2 separate regions of the Mus musculus genome follow, and region 2 is linked to region 1. The links are chromatin contacts, called in public promoter capture Hi-C maps. All regions are on one chromosome and are shown on one strand. The core of a region is the stretch at or near the end of the contact, and the rest is flanking DNA. Distances in the headings are between cores, read along the strand shown. Region 1 has its middle 22 kb from the start of Gm35740. Region 2 overlaps Xkr5 (X-linked Kx blood group related 5).

Region 1 (4,299 bases), core at 812-3,311:
TTTCTCATTAATAATAGTTAAATGTCTTGTACAATTTCACACGGACTTTTCTAAACTTTTGCAATATCTGGGGGCTGATGCAAGACCAGGCACGTTTTACCTAAAGACGATGTATTTCAGGGATAAATTAATTTTTTGGAATTATACCGGGGGATGTGCATACTGATCTATGACTCACCTGCCCTAATTGAATTATTTTACAAATTAATAGGAGATAGTTCCGGGATTAATTGCCCCTCTATTACTTATCTCTTAATGAATTTTTAGAAAATGTTAACTGTATAGACTTTACGAAGAAAACGTTTTTCCATTAATCCTTTCTCGAGCTAGATGTTTCCTGGTATCCTACCAAGTTACATGGATGGGATAATTTTTAAAACATGACAGATGTTGAGGGACTCTTTGTAAAGCTAATCCACTTGTCACTGAGATTCTTTTTACTTAAGTCTTCAGCCTCCTGGTTCCTTTAGGCTATAAATTACATCTTTAAGTTATTTCCCTGTCTCGGTTCTACAGAGGACACCAGTGGCGGTACCAACAGTCTCATTTAAATTCTGCTTGCTCCGAGTCTCCCCTGTTATTATTGCCCCGTTTCTAGACTGTCAAGGGAGCTTGTAGGCATACTCGTCTTGCGCCAGCACGAGACTCTAATCACTTCTGTGTGTTCCCAACAGCTTGGTGGCCTGAAAGTCACCAGGCTGGGTGATCAATATTGAGAACACGTAGTCAAGGACTGAGGGTGTAGCTGTTAGTGTCTGGGTTTGCTTAGCATGAATGAAGACCCTGGTTCTATCCCAAGCACCTCATAAAACAGGCATTATGACACACAGCCGTAATCTCAGCCTTCAGGAGGTAGAGGATCTGGAGTTCAAAGCCCTCTTTAGCTCCATAAGGCCAGCCTGGGCTACCTGAAACTTGGTCTCAAAAAAAAGGGGTGGGGGGTGGTCTTCAAAATTCAGACACTAGGCAAAATGTCAGCTTCCTAAGCTTTTCCTTCCTCGTCAGAGGCAGTAAGGGCCCACGGAGTGATTTTGAATGTCTGCTCTTGAGTAGCAATTGCAGACTTGTAAAGGTGTGTGTCAATACATAGATTTTCCAACAGAAAGGAAACTGCATGAGGAAAGGATGACCACCCAACTGTTAGTGGCGGTGCTGTACATGAACCCGTCTTGTGTCGCAGGCAGCAATCTTATCTAACCTGTTTATCCTGAGCTCTCCAACCGTGCAGTGTCTGGGATGGACTTTGAAGTGGACTTAATGTTTTGTAGATCCCCTTATTAATTAGCAAACTCAATAATCTCTAAAGCATACTGACATTTTATGTTTGCGTGATCTTGCCTTGTGAGAACTTAGTCTCAGCAGCTCCTGCTAATTGCACTCAGCTTCAGTCCTTAATCCTGGCCTGAACGTGGAGTGGGTTTGAATGTATATGTCCCTCACGGGCTCCTGGGTTCTTTTTTATCTATTTTTTTATTAGATAATTTCTTTATATACATTTCAAATGCTATCCCGAAAGTTCCCTATACCCTCCCACCTGCCCTGCTCCCCTACCTACCCACTCCCGCTTCTTGGCCCTGGCATTCCCCTGTACTGGGGCATATAAAGTTTGCAAGACCAAGGGGCCTCTCTTCCCAGTGATGGCGACTAGGCCATCTTCTGCTACATATGCAGCTAGAGACACAAGCTCTGGGGGTACTGGTTAGTTCATATTGTTGTTCCACCCATAGGGTTGAAGACCCCTTCAGCTCCTTGTGTGCTCTCTCTAGCTTCTTCATTGGGGGACAGGCTCCTGTATTTTAGCACTGGGTTCTACAATTCTGCAAGCTTCAGGAGGTGAATTCTCACTGGAAGAAGTAGAACCCCGAAGACCCTGGAATTTTATAATTCAGCCCCACTTCCTTTTCACGCTCCTGTTCCTGTATGGATACAATGTGACCAGCTGGCCTCCTGCTCTGCCACTGTGCTTCCTGTGTAGATACAATGTGACCAGCTGGCCTCCTGCTCTGCCACTGTGCTTCCTGTGTAGATACAATGTAACCAACTGGCCTCCTGCTCTGCCACTGTGCTTCCTGTGTAGCTACAATGTAACCAGCTGGCCTCCTGCTCCTGCCACTGTGCTTCCTGTGTAGATACAATGTGACCAGCTGGCCTCCTGCTCTGCCACTGTGCTTCCTGTGTAGATACAATGTGACCAGCTGGCCTCCTGCTCTGCCACTGTGCTTCCTGTGTAGATACAATGTGACCAGCTGGCCTCCTGCTCCTGCCACTGTGCTTCCTGTGTAGATACAATGTGACCAGCTGGCCTCCTGCTCTGCCACTGTGCTTCCTGTGTAGATACAATGTGACCAGCTGGCCTCCTGCTCCTGCCACTGTGCTTCCTGTGTAGATACAATGTGACCAGCTGGCCTCCTGCTCTGCCACTGTGCTTCCTGTATAGATACAATGTGACCAGCTGGCCTCCTGCTCCTGCCACCAGTCATCCCCACTATTCTTCCCAGTCGTGATAGACTGTGTTCCCTTAGAACTGTAAGCCAGAATATGCTGTCCTCCCCAGATAACTTCCTCTCAGGTACTTGGTCACAGTAACAACAGAAGTAAGAAAAACACACTACAAGACTGTCTGTGGGTTCTGAGAAGATGCTTTGGAGTGAAGGGCATAGCTTACTGCAGAGTTTTCTATCCATTAGCCACTGCTTGTACATCTCTGTTCATGTCTCTGTATTAATTTCTTATTGCCATTGTGTATAGCAAGCAGCTACAGATTTAATGGCCACTTCAGAGAACAGAAATCCATCATGAATTTTTCTGGGCTCAAATTCTGAGTTCAAATTCTGGTTCTGAGAGCCAAGTTCCTACTGAAAGTCCCACAGGAGCCCCTGTCTCTGACATCTTCCAGTGTCTGCGGTTCTTGACTTGTGAGCCTATGCATTTACCTTCTGCTTCCACAGCCACATCCTCTTCCTCGTTTATGGTCTAGAGACCACCCTGAGCTCAGTGAGTCAGTAAATTTGTCCATCTCAAGGTCACACCTGAAACTACACCTGCAGGGTCCAGTCGGCCATGAAGGCAACTTGTTAACATCCTCCAGGAATTATCTAAGGCATCTCTAAAGACACTGTTCTTTGACCTGCCAAAGTACTTATCCTAATGCACCAAAAAATATATATGTGTATATATATATATACATACATATATATATATATATATATATATATATATATATATATATATGCACTTGAGGATACTTTCCAAAATAATAAGATGCTTTTAAGCATTCTGAATCCACTTAGCTCACTATGTAGTGGACAGTTTAACCAGTTATATTTAGTGGTAAACCTCTTGCGGTCCTTTACATATGTTCTTTCATTTCATGAGACTTGGAATTATGTACTTATATAGGCAGAGGTCTGGGCCCTGCCCTGGCTGTAACTTTCGGTCTTGGTAAGTTATCTGACCTGTCTGACTCCTGAGCTGTCTTACCATATATGCAGTCAGTGAAGACCATGCCTCCGTGAGGGTTTGCTGAGGGGTTAAATGTGAATATTGTTGACCACAGTCCCTGGCGTACAATGTATATATTCACTTCTATGGCTGCAATCTGTTGTGAGAGCCCATTCAATGCACCACCACTGTCTCAACCACTAATGCCCTCAACTGGAGAACCTGATAACACAGGACAGCTTCTCTGTGAAGGCAAGGGAAGCAGGTGTCAGCATTCTTGAAATGAATTTGCTAACATGTTACACCACTTCCCTTTTCCATGCCCAGCAGTGACTCTCTGTTCCACTCAAAAGTTCTCCTTGCTGTCTTCGCTGAAGAGGGGGTTTGTCCCTGTTAGCCACATGGCTGGGTTAGCCTGGTCCTCTGTTCTCACCCCACTGTTCTCACATTGCTCCTAAGTCCAATGCTCCAGTCCTTCCATCAGATAACTTTCTTCATCTCCTTTGTCCAAACATTACCTTGCCAGTGAGGCCTATGTTTATTGCTCTATTTCAATTGCAGACCCCTCCCCCCACTTCTGCCACAACCATCCCCTAACCCCCTCCTCTGCTTAAATATTTTGTGTAGGATTTGTCTTTAAATCGCATATTATATTCCATTTACCTTTTTCCAATTATTAAATATGACTCTTGGCTAAGATACTACTTTCATAAACATAAAGATTAACGTAGCCAGCCCTGCCTAGTGGCACACAATACTAGCTATTTGCAATCCTAGGTAATTTATTTGAGATCCTATCTTAAAATTTCAAAACAAGAAAGAGAGACGTGGCTGAACAGTTAAGACTACTTCTTCTCA
Region 2 (4,277 bases), core at 401-2,900, 370 kb after region 1:
CTGACCCTATCAATGGGTCAAGATTTTAAAGAGGGCCCAGCACCTACCAGCTAGGAATGTTTTGAAACTGTACACCATGGCTTCGCTTCTTTTGAGTCTCTCAGCCATTTTCCTGGAGGGCATCTTCCATTGACCGCTTGGCGTCACTTGCAGATTTGTGCATGCATGCGAGTGAGCACCAGAGGCATGGTAGAGATCTCCCAAAATCTTTCAGAATCCCACCACCAGCACAGTGTGGAAAGATGCCAAAGCCAGGGCAGGCAGGAGGTAAGAAAGCGGCCTCAAAAACAAGAGCCCGAAGCAGAGGTCAGTCATGCTCCTCAGAGCCGTGTCGGGGCATTTCCATGAACAACAACAACAACACTTCCTCTGTGCACAAACAGCTTAATCACATTGTTGTCAGTTTCATTTGTGTCGATCAGAAGTGTTGACTGCTGCAATAATCTCTTTACCAGAGCATTCCAGTAAGCCACCCACGTTGTTTCCAGTTTCCTGTCGCACTGGAGAAAGTGCCTGTGTTCAGGGGTGTTCATTAGGCGAGTAGAAGATGGGAACTAAGTGTGAGGAGGGGGGCTGAAGGCACCAGGAGATGGCAGCATGACAGACCGTAGGAAGAGCCCAAAGGACAGTGCCCCCAGACCCTCAGTGACTCTGGGGACAAGAGCAGGCCCTGGGCAGGGCACTGGTTTGTGGAAAATCAGAAGTGGGGACAAGGACCAGCAGTCCTGTCTGCATTGAACATAGCTCACATACTAGCTTCTATGCCTTGGATTCTCACTGAGCCCTAGCAATATGCAGTCACTCATCTTTGGCAAACAAATCCCAGCAAGGTCAGGAAAGAACAGCAAGCCAGAGGATGTTACCCAACACTACCCTGTGCACCCCGGGCACCAGTTAGGCAGCGGGATCTGCCATGGCCAGAGGCACCGGGTGTGTTGATTTTCTGTAGGATCCTGCCACCTGCTGGATTCTTGGCTGTAGCTCCAGGCTGGTGTGTAGTAGGCACTCAATACACGTTTGTCCAGTGAAAGAAGGAAACAGGGAGCCTGGATTTGGGCAGGAACTATCTCAAGTCTGTGTTCTTGATACTATAGTTCTCTTTAAAAAAATATTACTTGTTTTCTTGAGATGAAGCCTTGATTCATAGCCCAGGCTGGTCTCAAACCTGAGTCAATCCTCCTGTCTCAGCTAAGTGTTTGGATCGCACTGCTTGTACGGTTCATTTATAATAGTGTTGGGCATGAAACCTGGGGCTTCTTGAATGCTAAACAAGCACTCTACCCATGATCTGTTTCTGGATATATATATTTTAATAGGGTTTTTCTTCTTAGCCCAGGCTTGCCACAAACTTACTATGTAGGCCATGATGGCTTAGAACTCACAACAATGCTCTTCTTGCCTCTGCCTCCTAAGCACTGGAGTTATAGAAACAAACCATCATGTCTGTCAATAACATACGATGATATGACTTTAAACATGTATTAAATATAATTTTCTATAATGCCCGAGTTTAAGGACTGACTCAGTTTGGTTGTTCCTGTTCTGTCTTTTGACATACTCTCCCTTTCCTGCTGGAGATTGCCAGGAGGCCAAAGGAGTCACAGATGTGTCCAGCGCCACCTGCTGTTGGGCAACGGAGCAGCATGACACAGCCCAGTCCTTTCTAAGATGACAGGGCAGTTTTACTTCCTCCTATCCTGTTTACTGGACTGGGTCATACCGCCTGTGAACGAAGTGGTTAGGTCTCTCAGCTGTGAGGACTGTCACATCATATCCCAGTGGATCCCCTCTCCGCAGGAAGATGACTAGACAGAGGCCACTTTGTAGGTGGCGGAGTAACTCTTGCCTGGACACCTCGCTGTTTGGCCATTCACTTGCAAGCATGCTGCTTAGAAATCGGCCACTCAATGTATAGGCAGCATTTTGGACAGACGTGGCTGCTCCTACCTTTCCTTGAGGCCCCCATCAGTCTAGTCAGGTCTACAAAGCTAAGCTCAGAGTCTTAGGGCACTTACCTACAGCATGGGTCCCATCCCCTGCCCACTGCCCCTAACCTGTTCCCTGTCCTTCCTGTTAGCATTTCCTCTAGGCTCCGCCCAACAGTTGCCTAGCAACAGCCAGTACTAGGTTCCTAAATAAGAAAAAACAAAACAAAACAAAACAACAACAACAAAACAATTGTTCTTCTTATACGCAAGACAATCAGGGATTAGTGAGCTGTGGGTTCAGTAAGAACCCCTGACTCAGTAAGTGGAAAGTGGCTAAGGAAGACATCTGACATCAGCTGCAGGCCTCCACATACACACCACACATGAGCATCCCTACACATACCAATATATGCACATCCATGCATATATACCATACATATGTATATAACATATGTGCACACACTTGAAAATGAAAAGAATAAACATAAAATACAAATACAAGTTGGAAAGGAAGTGTGGCTAAGAAGGCTCAGTAGGTCTTACCAATCAGAAATCCAGACAAGACTCCCACCACAGTCCACAGGCTGGTCCCTGGTACTCCCTGCAGAAAGTCAGTGGCCAGTAGTAAGAGTATGGAGTTCTCCAGCAGCATAACCTGTGGGGACAAGAGAGAGTCACCATACCTGGGGGTCTGCTATCTGCACCTCTTCCCTCCTGTCCCTAGTACCTGCTGGGGTTCACAAACCAAGGAGCCTCCACCGAACAGAAGCTAGGCTCCAGGGGGAATGTTTCTACCCAGGAAGGCTTGCTGACGTCATTCATGGGAACATCCCCAGAGTCACAGACACAGGAAAATAGACTGAGCTTTGGCACAAGTGTTTCTATGTAGCCCACACTAAGATGGCTGACAGATGCTGGCACTGATCTAACAGCCCAAGGCTACATTCCTGGGGTGAATTGTCAGCCCCTTGAACTTCCTGCCTGAGGAATCACAGCTGCCGGGTGGAAACACAATGAGAGATAACTAGGGCCCTCACTGTTCTTATCCATCTCCTACCCCACCCTCACAACGACCCACCTCAAGGACCTGAGAACATCGCTTTGAAATACAAACATTCAAGGAGGTCACTCCCCCAGCTTGCGAGCACTTGCTCTTTAACTCAAGAGACCCATGTCTCCTGCCACTCATAGAGATACCCGCCATCTGTCCCTGCTCTGGACAACTCCAGTTAACACACCAGGTGAGACAGTCAATCAATGACCTTCCCTCCCTCCATTTCTACACATCTCCATTTCTATGACTCAAGCCTCATACTTCCCTCTCCCTGCTCTCTCCTCTCCCTTCTAAACTTTCCCACCACCTCGGTATAAATCAGAGTTCAGTTGTATCATTACAGACCGGACGTTACCTCTCCTTACACTAGTCTCTGCCTTTGTCTCCCTGGCAGCACCACATGGACCCCCTAGTGCTCTGTGTTTCCTTTGCTACCACTGTAGCTTTGCCGGAGATGCCTCCAAGCCTCTTTTAAGGCAGAGTCTTGGCCTCAGAGGCTCTCTGTTTCTCTGGGACTCTTGAAAGCAATGGGTGCATTCCTTTGTATATCTGTAGCTACCAAGAGCTGCACGTTGGCCTGGAGTTCATTTCTAACATACTTCTTAGGTTGTGTGCATGCTGAGATGAACCAACCCCTCATGGGTGAAGCCACACTTTCTAGAGCTGTAACCACCTCCAAAAAAAAAAAAAAAGGTGAGGCCATGCGTTGCAATTATTAAAGGTGGGCCAGCAATGTCGCCTGAAGTTGTCTCAGGGGAAGGGCCTGGGACTCTCCACTTTGGAAAAGTCCCTAAGTGCATCTGCTAATGATGTCTGTGGAGTTGGCTGCACCTGAAGCTTCTGATGATTGTTAGGCTATTTTCAACCTGTTTATAACAATCACTGTTTATAACTTCTCCTATGTTAGGCTATTCCTGTGTGTGTGTGTGTGTGTGTGTGTGTGTGTGTTGCATGCATGGCATGTACACACAGTGTGCAGACATGTAGAAGATCCAGTGCTTTCCATTATCGCTCTCCCTTATTGCCTGAGGCAGGGTCTTTTACAAAACTGGAAGCTTGACATTTTGGCAAGGCTGGCTAGTAAGGTCTTGGGATCTGCCTGCGTCTGCCCCCAGGGCTGAGGTCAAACGCATTTGGTTGCCGGGGATTTGAACTCAGATCTTCATGCATGCCTAGTAAGTTCTCTTACCCACTAAGCTGATTCCCCAGTGTCTAATATCCCTTCTTTAATAGATGTACAGGCACACACTCCCATATGTGCACCTTCCCATCAAACACGCAGCCGGCAATGTGAA

The links. Promoter capture Hi-C pulls out the DNA fragments that hold promoters and counts their contacts.
Region 2: a contact with region 1 is called in a promoter capture Hi-C map of the HPC-7 cell line. The contact joins two enhancer-like sites. A contact is called at or near these places in 1 of 39 promoter capture datasets (the HPC-7 cell line), 1 of 15 datasets of contacts at CTCF or cohesin (the NIH/3T3 cell line), 2 of 484 Hi-C or Micro-C datasets (both in embryonic stem cells), 1 of 115 datasets of contacts at active chromatin or transcription factors (embryonic stem cells) and 1 of 9 other capture datasets (embryonic stem cells).

The regions. Positions count from the first base shown.
Region 1 is chr8:18,565,035-18,569,333 of GRCm38.p6, forward strand. No RefSeq gene overlaps it. Among named protein-coding and RNA genes, the nearest start is that of Gm35740, 22 kb to the left of the region's middle. Within about 2 kb of position 2,062, at least 15 of the 459 cell types and tissues checked have an H3K27ac peak or open chromatin away from gene starts, as enhancers often do. A contact at or near this core is called in the HPC-7 cell line, where this site is marked.
Region 2 is chr8:18,934,756-18,939,032 of GRCm38.p6, forward strand. It overlaps Xkr5 (X-linked Kx blood group related 5), which reads right to left. Exons shown (of 7, transcript NM_001113350.2): 6 at 2,472-2,583. Among named protein-coding and RNA genes, the nearest start is that of Gm40464, 13 kb to the right of the region's middle. Within about 2 kb of position 1,651, at least 144 of the 459 cell types and tissues checked have an H3K27ac peak or open chromatin away from gene starts, as enhancers often do. A contact at or near this core is called in the HPC-7 cell line, where this site is marked.